Linked DNA regions of Mus musculus: regions 1 and 3 are each linked to region 2. The links are chromatin contacts, called in public HiChIP or PLAC-seq maps. All regions are on one chromosome and are shown on one strand. The core of a region is the stretch at or near the end of the contact, and the rest is flanking DNA. Distances in the headings are between cores, read along the strand shown.

Region 1 (3,796 bases), core at 467-2,966, 530 kb before region 2:
GCTAGTCACAGAAATTTTGAGAAAAAGAATTCCATTTTAATAAAATCAAAATGACTAATAGTTCGGCTTTTCATCACAATCCTCCAGCCTCTCCATACACTAAGACAGAGCCGAAGTGGGATGATCTGGCCTTTCATTCCCATTATTACTTTATTATTATTTTTTTTAATAAAAGCAAAGCAGTCACGCCAGAGGCCCTGAAAGATGGCCTTTGCGTGGGCCAGTGCAGGTTCTCAGCATGTGCTCTGTTCCCATGTCCTGTCTGTGACCTCATTGTGAGACAGAAAATAATCTGGTCCAGGGATCAAAGCCTGAAATGTATTCTCATTTCCCCACATTCAAAACAAAGCAACTCCGGGCAAAGGATGAATTTCTATCCCATGGTTCTGATGAATAAAAAAAAATACAAAACTCAAACCCAATCTGGCACAACAATATATTCTTAAAGTAGATACCAATGATCAGTGACTTAAAAATAAACATTCATGCGTGTTTCTGTACATAAACTCATAGTCATATGTATACAGATGTTAGCATTTATAACAGATTCAAGCTGCCTATAAGGGAATTAAAATGCAATTAAAATGCAAATACTACTAGTTCACTTCCACATGTGCGCTAACTACTTCACCTTTATATGGTCCTTGTTTTTGTAAAAATTTCAAAGTTTCTAGTTAATCATAAAGCCAAAACAAACAAACAAAAAACAAAACCAACAAAATAAATAAAGAAGATTAGGAATCTTCTGTTGCCAGTCACAGGGTAACAGGCTCCTTCACCTGGTTGAACTGCAGATTTCAAAAATACCTAGCAGTTTAGGGTTCCATCTGCCTGCTCAGTTGGATCTGTTTTGTTTTGCTTAATCGGGGAAATGCCCATATAATCTGCGTATCTGGCATCCCTTGAAAAATCAGGCCTGGCAACACTGGGCACAGATTCCTGCTTGAGCTGCAGTTTCTAGCCCCTGAGGACAGCCATCCCTGCCGACTTCCCCAGCAGGCTTCACTCAGCCTGTCTGGCCCTGGGGGCTAGAGTTTAGAATCGCTCATTTATAAGTAGGGTTTGTGAACAGCCAACATTCACTGTCCTCATTACCATCCCGGGGAAAATCTGGCCAAGTAACTACACTGGAACACTGAGAAGCAGTTTCCTCTCAGCAAAGTGAAAGCAGCTGGCTCACCCAGCTTGGCTCGTTGGGTTTGTGGGAGCTGGGTGTACCCTCATTTAAAGACTTCACATGCCTCAGATGTGCAAGCGACAAATCCGCTGTGTCCACTCCACTTCCCAAACTCTGCAGCTGGTCTTTAGTTGGTAGACTCTTGGCTCAGTCCCTGGGAGACTCATTTCAAGTGCTTAGAGAGGCACCCGTGGTGGTCCAGTTTGCTAGGCCAGTCTTCTGTCCAGGTTGCTAGTGGTTAGAGCCGAAGATCCCCTGAGCCAAAGGGTCGAAAGAATGAATAAGGCACATGGCAAAGAGAGATGTTATCTGGAGAATCAAGTTATGTCTTATAAAATAACAGAGTATTTCTCATTTTAGAGGTGAGGAACAGCCCAGCCCTCTGAGCTTTTATTTATGCAATAAATATTTATTAGACACCAACTTTGTGTTACTCATTGTGATGAACTGGAAACGCAGTAATGACTAGGCTTGGCCCCTGCCCTGGAGAAGTTCATAGGGGAGGGAATTAATCTGCATACTTATAATTCCACAGCAATGTGGGAAGTGACTGGCACCAGCTTAGCGGTGGGCGGAGTTAGAGATCAGTGCTTCAGAACTGGCTAGAAGACTCTACAATATTCCCACCTGATTCCATTCTCTGTCTTGAAACTTACAAAAACAGATTTTTAAAAAAATGTTCTATCACCCACCCCACCCCCCAAACTACCCACACCAAGAAGAGGTACCAAGGCGAGTGGGAGCCCACAGGGAATCCCCAGAGCTTGTGATATCAGGGTTGGGTGGGCACACCCATCCTGGGCTCTGTTGGATGCAAAGGGGCCACTGCTACTCAGCTAGAAACTAGAATTGTTTTAAACATTCATTTTTAAAGTTAGAATTCAAAAACAGTTTAAAAACCCAATATGGATACATTTAAAATAAACTCTCACTGGGAAGTTAAGTTCCTTAGTCTTTGAACTTCACCAGAAGTCTCCCTAAACCTCCTACGCTTTGGGAAATTGAATACATTGTAAACTTGAACACATTCTTAAAAAAGAATCCTCTTAAAGACATAAGTGACTGAGAAACAGTTTGTCTCTCCCGAATCTAATTCTTATGATTCTGATTCACCGCAGGTACTCTGACTTTAAGTCGCCACCGGTCCCTGGCACTTGTCATTTACTTCCAGGCTGGTTTTGCTGCCGTGCCCGGCCGGGTGACTTATCTTTCACTGTCTGCAAAGATTTCCTTCTCTGTTACTCACAGGTGTCCTGTTTGCCCTGCCCAGATTGAGCCAACCACATGAAAGGTTTTGTTTTGATTTTCCATCTCTCTGCCCTCCACACTGCTTCCTTTTTATCCAGCTGCAGCTGAAGAGAAACACATGAGCCGAGAATGGACAGCCTCCCTGGCTTTGGCTTTGAGGGGTTTCTTTCTTTCTTTCTTTCTTTTTTTTTTTTTTTTAGTTTGTTGTTGTTGTTCTGAGAAAATATTTTCATTCTTTAATTATTTTACTGCAACTGCTCCTCTCATTAGGATCCAATTTATGCACAATACGTCGAATTAATTTTAATTACCAGCCATGGACTCTTAACTTCCCTTAGCAACATTGCAGAAGGGACTTCAGCTTCTTCTGTAATGTCTTCTATCCTCTGCTTCTAAATGGTATACGCTACAAAGCCAAGGATGCAAACTGGTGCCTCTAACACAATATCCATATTTTAAGTGTTCTAATATGTTGAAATGCTTTAGGTAAAACTTACTTTCGTTTCTCTAGTCTCTTCCTTGTAACCATTAAAAAAAAAAAAGTGGCATCACCAACTCTGACTCTCCTCTGGAAATGCATTGTCCCTCAGGAACATAAGGAATGTTTCATGCTGGAGTTTTAAGCTGAAGCCTTAATAATTAGTAATGCCTAAACGTGATCTAATTTTATGAGCATGAGGAAAGTGATCATTTATAGTGCCCAAGACAATGCTAGCAGCTGGCATTTCTTAATTGCTTGTTATATGACAGTGTTGCTCAGGTCACTCTGCATCTTCCAGCTAATTTAACTATTATTAGCCCATTCTAAAATGGCACAGCTGAAGCATGGAGGGGGCATTGAAACTTGCCCAAGGTTCAGTGGTGGTGGCAGGGTACATATGTGCACTAGAGGCCTCTGGCCCTAGAGTCCATAATGGCCTTGCCCAATAGACTGTCAACCTCTATGCTTGAGGTAAAAGAAAGCAGAGATGAGGTTAAAGCTGGTATGTTTCCTTACAAGCCCATTTTGGGTACCTTTATTTTTCTCATCCAAATTTTTTCACTTCTAAACCCAACAATCTGTTTACCAAGGTGCCATGGCAACTTATTATTTAAATGTATTCCCAGTTCCTTGAAAGAAAGGCTATATAAATATTAAAGAAGCATTTTTAAAAATATATGAAGTCCAGGTGAATACCTGAATATAATGATCTTATTTCTCACAATGAATAAATAAATGGTGCTGATTTTTCTTTCTCTCTGGCTCTGTGTCCCTGTTAACTGTCTCACAATCCAGGCTGCTGAGGGCAGACTCTAGACCTGGTAGGACTCCCCCTGTGGCCTCAGGAAACCACCTCCTGTTTTTGTTGTTGTTTTTATTAAAGCCCTCTT
Region 2 (3,699 bases), core at 1,150-3,649:
TCCACCAAGCCTGCCTTGAACTCAGAGATCTGCCTGCTTCTGCCTCCCAAATGTTGGGATTAAAGCTGTGGGCCACCACTGCCTGGCTCAACTCCAGTCTTCACGTTTGCATAGCGAGCAGTTTAAACCGCTGAGTCATCTCACTAGGCTGGTACCTTTACATTGTCAAAATTTTAACTATTTATGGCATGATTTTTTTGACCTTACATAGAGCTCTGCGTGTGTGTGTGTGTGTGTGGGGGGGGGGCAGGGCATGGCATGAGAGTGGAGGTGGGAGGACAGCATGTGGGACTTTGTTCTCCCCACACAATGTGGAATCTGATAGTTTCCCCACTGAAAGAGAAGACTTCCTGGCTTCCCTTGTGGATTAGGGAAGCCATTTCTACCCCTGGAAGGAATTTTGGCCACCGGCATATGTCGATGACAAAAGTGTCCCTTTACCATGAATAGACATAGTTCCACCTAAGGTCAGACCAAGGCTCATTTCCAGTTTCTCTGTGGACTGTATAATTTATTCTTCATGAGAGGATTTAGCGCAATGGTTCTCAACCTGTGGGTTGAGACCCCTTCAGAGTTGCCTAAAACCATCAGAAAATAGAGATATTTACATTATAATTTATGACAGCAGCACATTTACAGTATAATGTAGCAATGAAAATAATTTTATAGTTGGGGGGGTCACCACAACATGAAGAATGTAATAAAGGGTTGTAGCATTAGGAAGGTTGAGGAACCACTGAGTGAGATCAATATTCTCTCCAGCCTGGGTTCAAAGCACAACCTAGTGCTTTAAGAATATAACCTAGCCTCTACAAAGGCCTGCACTTACCTTGAAGCCTACAAGGACCATCTTTTCTAAAAATTCCCAAAGCCTCTAAACAACTGATCTAGTTAAGAGATATGCTTAATTGCTGTATGTGTTGATCTAGAGATCTGTCCATCAAAGAAAGGAGTGGAGCTGGCTTCTTTACTCTTCCTTAATTAGTCCATGTTACATGTAAATTATTTATTACAGATTTGACAAGCTGACTCCTTTCATCTTTCCTCCGTTGGTTGAGCGTATGGAATGAGAATGTAGAAATTTTTAAAAGATTCTGTTAATAGGGTTAATTAAAAAAATTTTGGTTGTTCAGTTTTAACTTTGCAAAATAAGAGATTTACTTTTGACACGGCAGTCACTGACTTGGGTAGTAACATGGGCTGTTTCTAAAATATTTTTCCTGATTCTCACCCCCCCCCCCCCCAAAATCTTTTTTGTGACAGCAACTAGGCTAACATTGCAGCTTAGGAAGGACTGTGACATCATACTGAACAATACTCATTTTGTAACTAAAGGAAAAGACTTCCTGAAAACACATCAGAGGGTACTTTGCAAGAAATTTTAGTTGGACTTAGTTGTAAACACTGTAACATTGACCTCACTGGAGAGAAAAGTCCTGCATTGGTGATGGCTATTTTGTTTCTGTCTAGTGGCATACATACTTCAGAAACAGATGTTGCTCATCTACTGCTCCTCCAAACCATCACAAACAAGATTTTTTTTTCTACCAGTCAATAAACAATTTAGAGGTGTTTACATTCCTAAGTTTTTCAGCTACTTTAGAAATGAGTACATTGGAATACGAACAAAATTGCTTTTGGTAGTTCACACTGTTTTCATGTGTATCTTTGGATTCTCAGAAGCAACCAAGTTTCTAGTTACAGTGTTCCCGGAGATCAGTGGAGTGCTGGCTGGATTACTATTTTGTATTTAGATAAAAGGACAGTTTACACCTAAATTTTAAGATTTCAGTCGAGTGGTGATGGCTCAAGCCTTTAAATCCCAGCACTTGGGAGACAGAGGCATGCTAGATCTCTGAGTTTCAGCCACCCTGGTCTACAGAGCCCCAGAGCATCCAGAAATAGAAACACCCTGTCTTGAAAAGAGAAAAAAAAATAAATAAATATAATTGTAGGTACTGTAGTGACTCGTTTATAATGCCAATTTTACTATAGGTAGTCAGCGTGGCTCGGCTTTAAACTTAAAACCTCGACACCTAGACGTCAGCCTATAGTATTGGTAAAGCATGCTATTTTCTAGTGTGTTGTGTGGGATTTGCGGACACTCAGTCCCAACGTGGACTGTGGGAGAGAAAGCTGTTTCTGCTCTCCAGTAAAGCGTTTGGGAACATTCAAAATGCCAAGGCCATGACATCACATGTTCTTTATCTTCTTGATAGGAAAGCTGGTAAATGTTCTGGGGCAAGTGAATTTTGTAAACAGGTCATTACGAAGATATTAACAAGGTTTACGGGAGCCTGGTAAGACCTTCGTCACCACAACTCAATAGGGCACTGGAGAGATCAGGACTGGACAGCCGCACTGTGCCCCAGGGAACTGGGGGAGGCAGGGCAACTCCTTCCCCCCCACCTCCACCCAACTCGCTGACCACGTGGTACCGCAGAGCGGCAGACAAGCGACGTTAGTGTCCCCTGCCCCAGCTAGGAAAAGCCGCGGCTTTTCCGCCAGAGAGCATACGCTGGGACTAACAAGTTTCGGGTTGGGACTCATCCAGCCCCGAGGAGTGTCCACTGATCAGTTTCTGGGAAAGCCAGCAGGGAGCCGCGCTGGGCGGGGGAGAGAACCGGGTGGAGCGGAAGTGCACAAACCGGAAGCCGTCATCTAGCCCCGCCCACCCGCTCGCGCGGCGCCCTCCTCCCATCCTGTGGGCGTGTCTAACTCGCTCTCTGGCTTCTGTCCCTGCGAGCGCTGACGCTGCTCCTCTTCTGGTCCCCGCAGCGCCAGCCTCCTGTGACGCCAATAGCCGAGTCCTTATCCAGTCTGGCCGTGGGCCTCGGGGGTGGGCTGAGTGACCAGTTGCTTCTCCTGTGCCTTGGCCTCCAAGCACTTAAATTGAACAGTTTTTAGAGTTTCTTCAAACTTTAAATGTACCCATTTCTTGTGTGAAACTATTATTAATCCCCTCCCAAGCTGGGGGCTTCCGTTGAAAGGAAACAACAAGAAAATAGGTCAATTAGATGTATTTGGAAACGTTGAGCTGTATTTATGCCTTCCCTCTAAACTGGAGAGAGCGTGGAGGCTTTCTGTAAGAAGGCTGGGATAAGACACCTTAGCCTAGCTTGAAAAGATTAATGTAATTTTTAATTTTCTTTTGGATTGTCCTATCCAAGTATTGCGTCTTGAAAGGCTGGACATGAAAAGCAGCTGAGTTTTAGAGAATAGTTAATTGTCTTAAAAAGGCCAGAAGGCTAATTTAAGTGAACAAAAGCCACCGCCTTCAGGCCAACTTGAATAAGGCGCCTTTAAATAAGCGGTGTCTGAGTGTGCCCCACCCCCACCCAGGCTCTGCCTGCTTTTGTCTTTTTTCTCTTTACTACTGTTATTAGTTCACTTCCTAAATTCCCTTTTGTCTCGACTCCCCTCCCTATTGCCACTTCCTTTGTTTTGTTTTCAACACTATCAGATCTTTGGCTGCTTTCCTGATGATTGAGCTGTCCTTTTTATCCTGCCCTTTAAATCCCCACAAACCTAAATTGCAGGGTTAAAGAAAACATGTTCATAAGGGTGTCAAAAGACAAAGAATTTTCATATAGTTGTTTTGTGTATAAGTCTAGAATTGGGCAACATTTCATCTATAAAATGGGTGTTCTGATAGACGGAGGCAGAATAAGTTAGTTTTATGAAGAATGGAGTGCTGAT
Region 3 (3,332 bases), core at 502-3,001, 660 kb before region 2:
CACAAAACAGGATCTCATTAACTCAGACAAGCTTCTAAGTTGCAATCCTCCTGCCTCAACATACTTAGTGCTGGAAGTACAGCCATGTGTCACCATGCTCAGCTTCTCTGTATCTTCTTGAAGTTCACGACTTTCCATCAAATAACTGTTTTGAATTCTTGTCCAAGAGGCCAACATATCCACCACCTCATCATCGGCTTTTGACATCTCAGCTCCCTGGAAGCTCTCGATGCTTGTTAGTATCTGACAGCATCCATGCACTGAAGCATTCGGCGTGTATTCCAGCTGTCACTACTTGGCTTTAATGGTGCCTGGCCTGGGAATTCTAAGAAGGTCGTTCTGGAGCCTGTATTTATTGCCCACGGTTGCAACACTAGAGGGCGCTAGTCCCAGTAAATTCAAAACTAGTGCTGCTATTCTGCTATCCCTAGCTTAGGTTTGTTGCAATTGGTACCGCTGTATGTGGTAGATTAGGGGACTGCCTAGATAAGGTGATCCAATCTCAGGACCGAACACCTCATCTACAATCACTAGCCTGCAGTCAGGAACAACAGGGTTCTAAGCAGCCCTGAGCCTTACCACAAGGGATGCAGCTCAAAAGGCCAGGTTTGGGTGCCTCTCTGGAGCCCTTAGGTTCCTGAGTCCAGTGTAACTATGTTTCCATGGCCTGTCTGGTGATGTCGTCCCTTTGGCTGGACACCACTGCAGCCAGGTACAGGCAATGCAAACTGGAATTTTATGTGACATCCAGGCTTTTCTGCATGGGTGTTGTTCATGGGAAGAATCTACAGCCCCAGCACTGAGTTTCAAGTAAAAGTTCTATACCTCTTTCCATCATACGTTACTTGCAAATAAAATGTCTTTGAACTTGCTGCCTGAGATTGAAGGTGAATAGTGGAGGTAATCCCTTGGCTAACAAGATTGGTGTTAAGTAGTGTCATACCTGATGCTACAACCTTTAGAACTGGTATACTGGCTGAGTTAGCAATTGTGTAAGTGAGAACCCGGGTCCAGCTCACCAATGTCAGAGATGCTTGCCTAGCTCTGGGGTGGATCCAGAGACTCTCTGTGAAGATTAGCCTGGGAGCAAGGGCAGGGTGGAGGAGTCTACTCAGTACTGAATTTCACCCTAGTGAGAGGTTGGTTCAAGTCTCCCTCCCCTCCCAAAAAGTGTCTCTCTCTAGGCCATTTGCTCTCAACCTTTGATCCAAGTGACCCTTTTACAGGGGTCGCCTAAGGCCATCGGAAAACACAGATATTTAGGTTACAATTTATAACAGTGAAAAAATAATCTTATGGTTGTGGGTCACCATAGCATAAAGAACTGTATTAGGAGCACTGGGAATGGTGAGAGCCTCTGTGGTTCTCTAGGCTGTTTGATTCTTGGATTTGGAGGGTTTCCCTCCGGCTTGCTCAAACATCATTTTCCATTATTATACTAAAACCCAGACACTATCATCTTTCTTCTGGTTTAACTCTTGTGAAGGTTAGTCATATGGAAATAACTCCAACTGATGTTTCTGAAGGTAAGCAATTGCTGCTATCGTCTTGCTGTGCCCTGTTCAAGAGGACTCTTGTAATTAACTCAGTGTTTGTTTTTAAGTAAATTCTTGAAAGAAATCAAACTCAAGCACTTTCTAAGTGTGGTCCTATTTGGACTTCTTGGGCCTTTGGTTATATTCTGTTTTCTGCTTCTGCTGCTAGGACTGAAAGGCTCCCTCCAGAGGCTGCAACTGGAATACGTGGATGTGGTCTTTGCAAATCGCCCAGACAGCAACACTCCCATGGAAGGTGAGTAAAAGAATCTAATAAGAAAAAGAGGCTACAGAATTGCTGGACCTAGCCTGAAGACTGTTTCTACTACAGTAAGTAATGAAGTATGTTCAGATTGTTAAGCTAGAATTTAAAAAAATAAAACCTTTCCAATGTCCTTTAGCTTCTGTATTGACCCCAAAAGCCAAGAGACTACTACGTAGGTTTATTTTCCTCCCCGCCCCACTCCTCCTCCTCTTCCTCCTTCTAACTTCCTTCTTTACCTTTATTTTCAGTTTCCTTTCTTGGTTGCAAAATACTCATTTCTTCCAGATTCACTTCACTTTTATGATTTCATCAACTGAAACGATTACGTTACTCAGATAATCCAACCACTGTTTCTGAGGCTCCTCTACAGAGCTTCCTTTTCTATAATGATGCTAAGTCTGATTAGTTTGCAATCCTGCCTGATAAATGCTGAGACATGCTGTGAGTGAGCAGGCATTGGACAGGCAGACCTACTTAATAAGGCTCTTCTTTGCAGTTTGGGTTTGGTTCTCTGCAAGCTGTGCTCCTGTCCCCCCTGTCAGAAAACCACAGCTTGTCCCCTGTGAAAGCCTTTAGAATACTCAAAAAGCCACATTTTCAATTGTATCCATTTGTCAATCTTACCTGGGATGACTGAGAAATAAGATTTGTTCTGTGAAGATTTGTTCTTACTGTTAGATTATGGAAATTAAGGAGAATATGAATGATTCAAGTTCATAGGAATTTTCTAAGTTGCATTTTGTAGATCGTCATTCATTTCAAACATATGTTATGGAGACTATTTGTATTGCCATTTATCTTTCCCAAATACAGAGAAACTATGTGTATATACATATATTTATATACACATTATTATCTGTGTTTACATATCATATATATGTGTGTGTGTATCTGTCAAAACAAAGGCTGTTTGATATGCAGATCATAAATAGTATTAGAGATACTTATTTCAATAATAGCATGCTGTCACACAATTCACAAAGATACATTCAAACAGAGCACTAAAGCCATTTAGTCAGCAAAACTACCAAATAAAATATTGGATTTTAAAAGGCTAATTGTTTCTCCATTTTAAGTACCTGGTGGCTCTTTTCCTCTTTGGAATGGTGTCTGTTACAGTTACACCATGTACATATAGACAACAGCTGAGTTTGTCCTCCTACCTATCCTGCATCCTACTTTACCTTTAATTTTAGGGATATATTGTAGCCCCTCAATCAGGAAATATAAGCTGCAGTATAGCTATAAAAAGAAAACCATATTATAAGGGCCTCTCAAGTGAAAAGGATACAGTATGTGGGTAAAAGAAGGAAATTCTCCAGCCATGTGATGCTAACAGGTTAAGTGTCTCTTGTATAAATACCAATGGTATGTTGAAATTTAGTTAAGAAATTTCCAAGTATTTTTTTTTTAAAGAACAGACTGCTATTCCCTGATAGAGTCTGTAATGTAGCATTATCTAACCTCTCCTGAAATTGGAGAAAATTACGTTTTTCCCTAAGATTTTCAAATAAAGTTCTACAAGGTAAAGT

What was found. HiChIP or PLAC-seq counts read pairs in DNA pulled down with a chosen protein or histone mark.
Region 1: a contact with region 2 is called in an H3K4me3 HiChIP or PLAC-seq map of craniofacial prominence, with 5 times the contacts expected there. The contact joins two enhancer-like sites. A contact is called at or near these places in 2 of 484 Hi-C or Micro-C datasets (Sertoli cells and bone marrow-derived macrophages) and 7 of 115 datasets of contacts at active chromatin or transcription factors (astrocytes, bone marrow-derived macrophages, craniofacial prominence and 4 more).
Region 3: a contact with region 2 is called in an H3K4me3 HiChIP or PLAC-seq map of bone marrow-derived macrophages, with 6 times the contacts expected there. The contact joins two enhancer-like sites. A contact is called at or near these places in 3 of 484 Hi-C or Micro-C datasets (CD4 T cells, bone marrow-derived macrophages and embryonic stem cells) and 8 of 115 datasets of contacts at active chromatin or transcription factors (acute myeloid leukemia, bone marrow-derived macrophages, embryonic stem cells and 4 more).

Annotation. Positions count from the first base shown.
Region 1 is chr3:65,440,750-65,444,545 of GRCm38.p6, forward strand. No RefSeq gene overlaps it. Among named protein-coding and RNA genes, the nearest start is that of Gm34576, 6.8 kb to the right of the region's middle. Within about 2 kb of position 1,717, at least 175 of the 459 cell types and tissues checked have an H3K27ac peak or open chromatin away from gene starts, as enhancers often do. A contact at or near this core is called in Sertoli cells, astrocytes, bone marrow-derived macrophages and 2 more, where this site is marked.
Region 2 is chr3:65,972,167-65,975,865 of GRCm38.p6, forward strand. No RefSeq gene overlaps it. Among named protein-coding and RNA genes, the nearest start is that of Ccnl1, 16 kb to the left of the region's middle. Within about 2 kb of position 2,400, at least 437 of the 459 cell types and tissues checked have an H3K27ac peak or open chromatin away from gene starts, as enhancers often do. A contact at or near this core is called in Sertoli cells, acute myeloid leukemia, astrocytes and 3 more, where this site is marked.
Region 3 is chr3:65,317,715-65,321,046 of GRCm38.p6, forward strand. Kcnab1 (potassium voltage-gated channel, shaker-related subfamily, beta member 1) reads left to right here. Exons shown (of 14, transcript NM_010597.5): 8 at 1,705-1,791. Among named protein-coding and RNA genes, the nearest start is that of A330015K06Rik, 17 kb to the left of the region's middle. Within about 2 kb of position 1,752, at least 40 of the 459 cell types and tissues checked have an H3K27ac peak or open chromatin away from gene starts, as enhancers often do. A contact at or near this core is called in acute myeloid leukemia and bone marrow-derived macrophages, where this site is marked.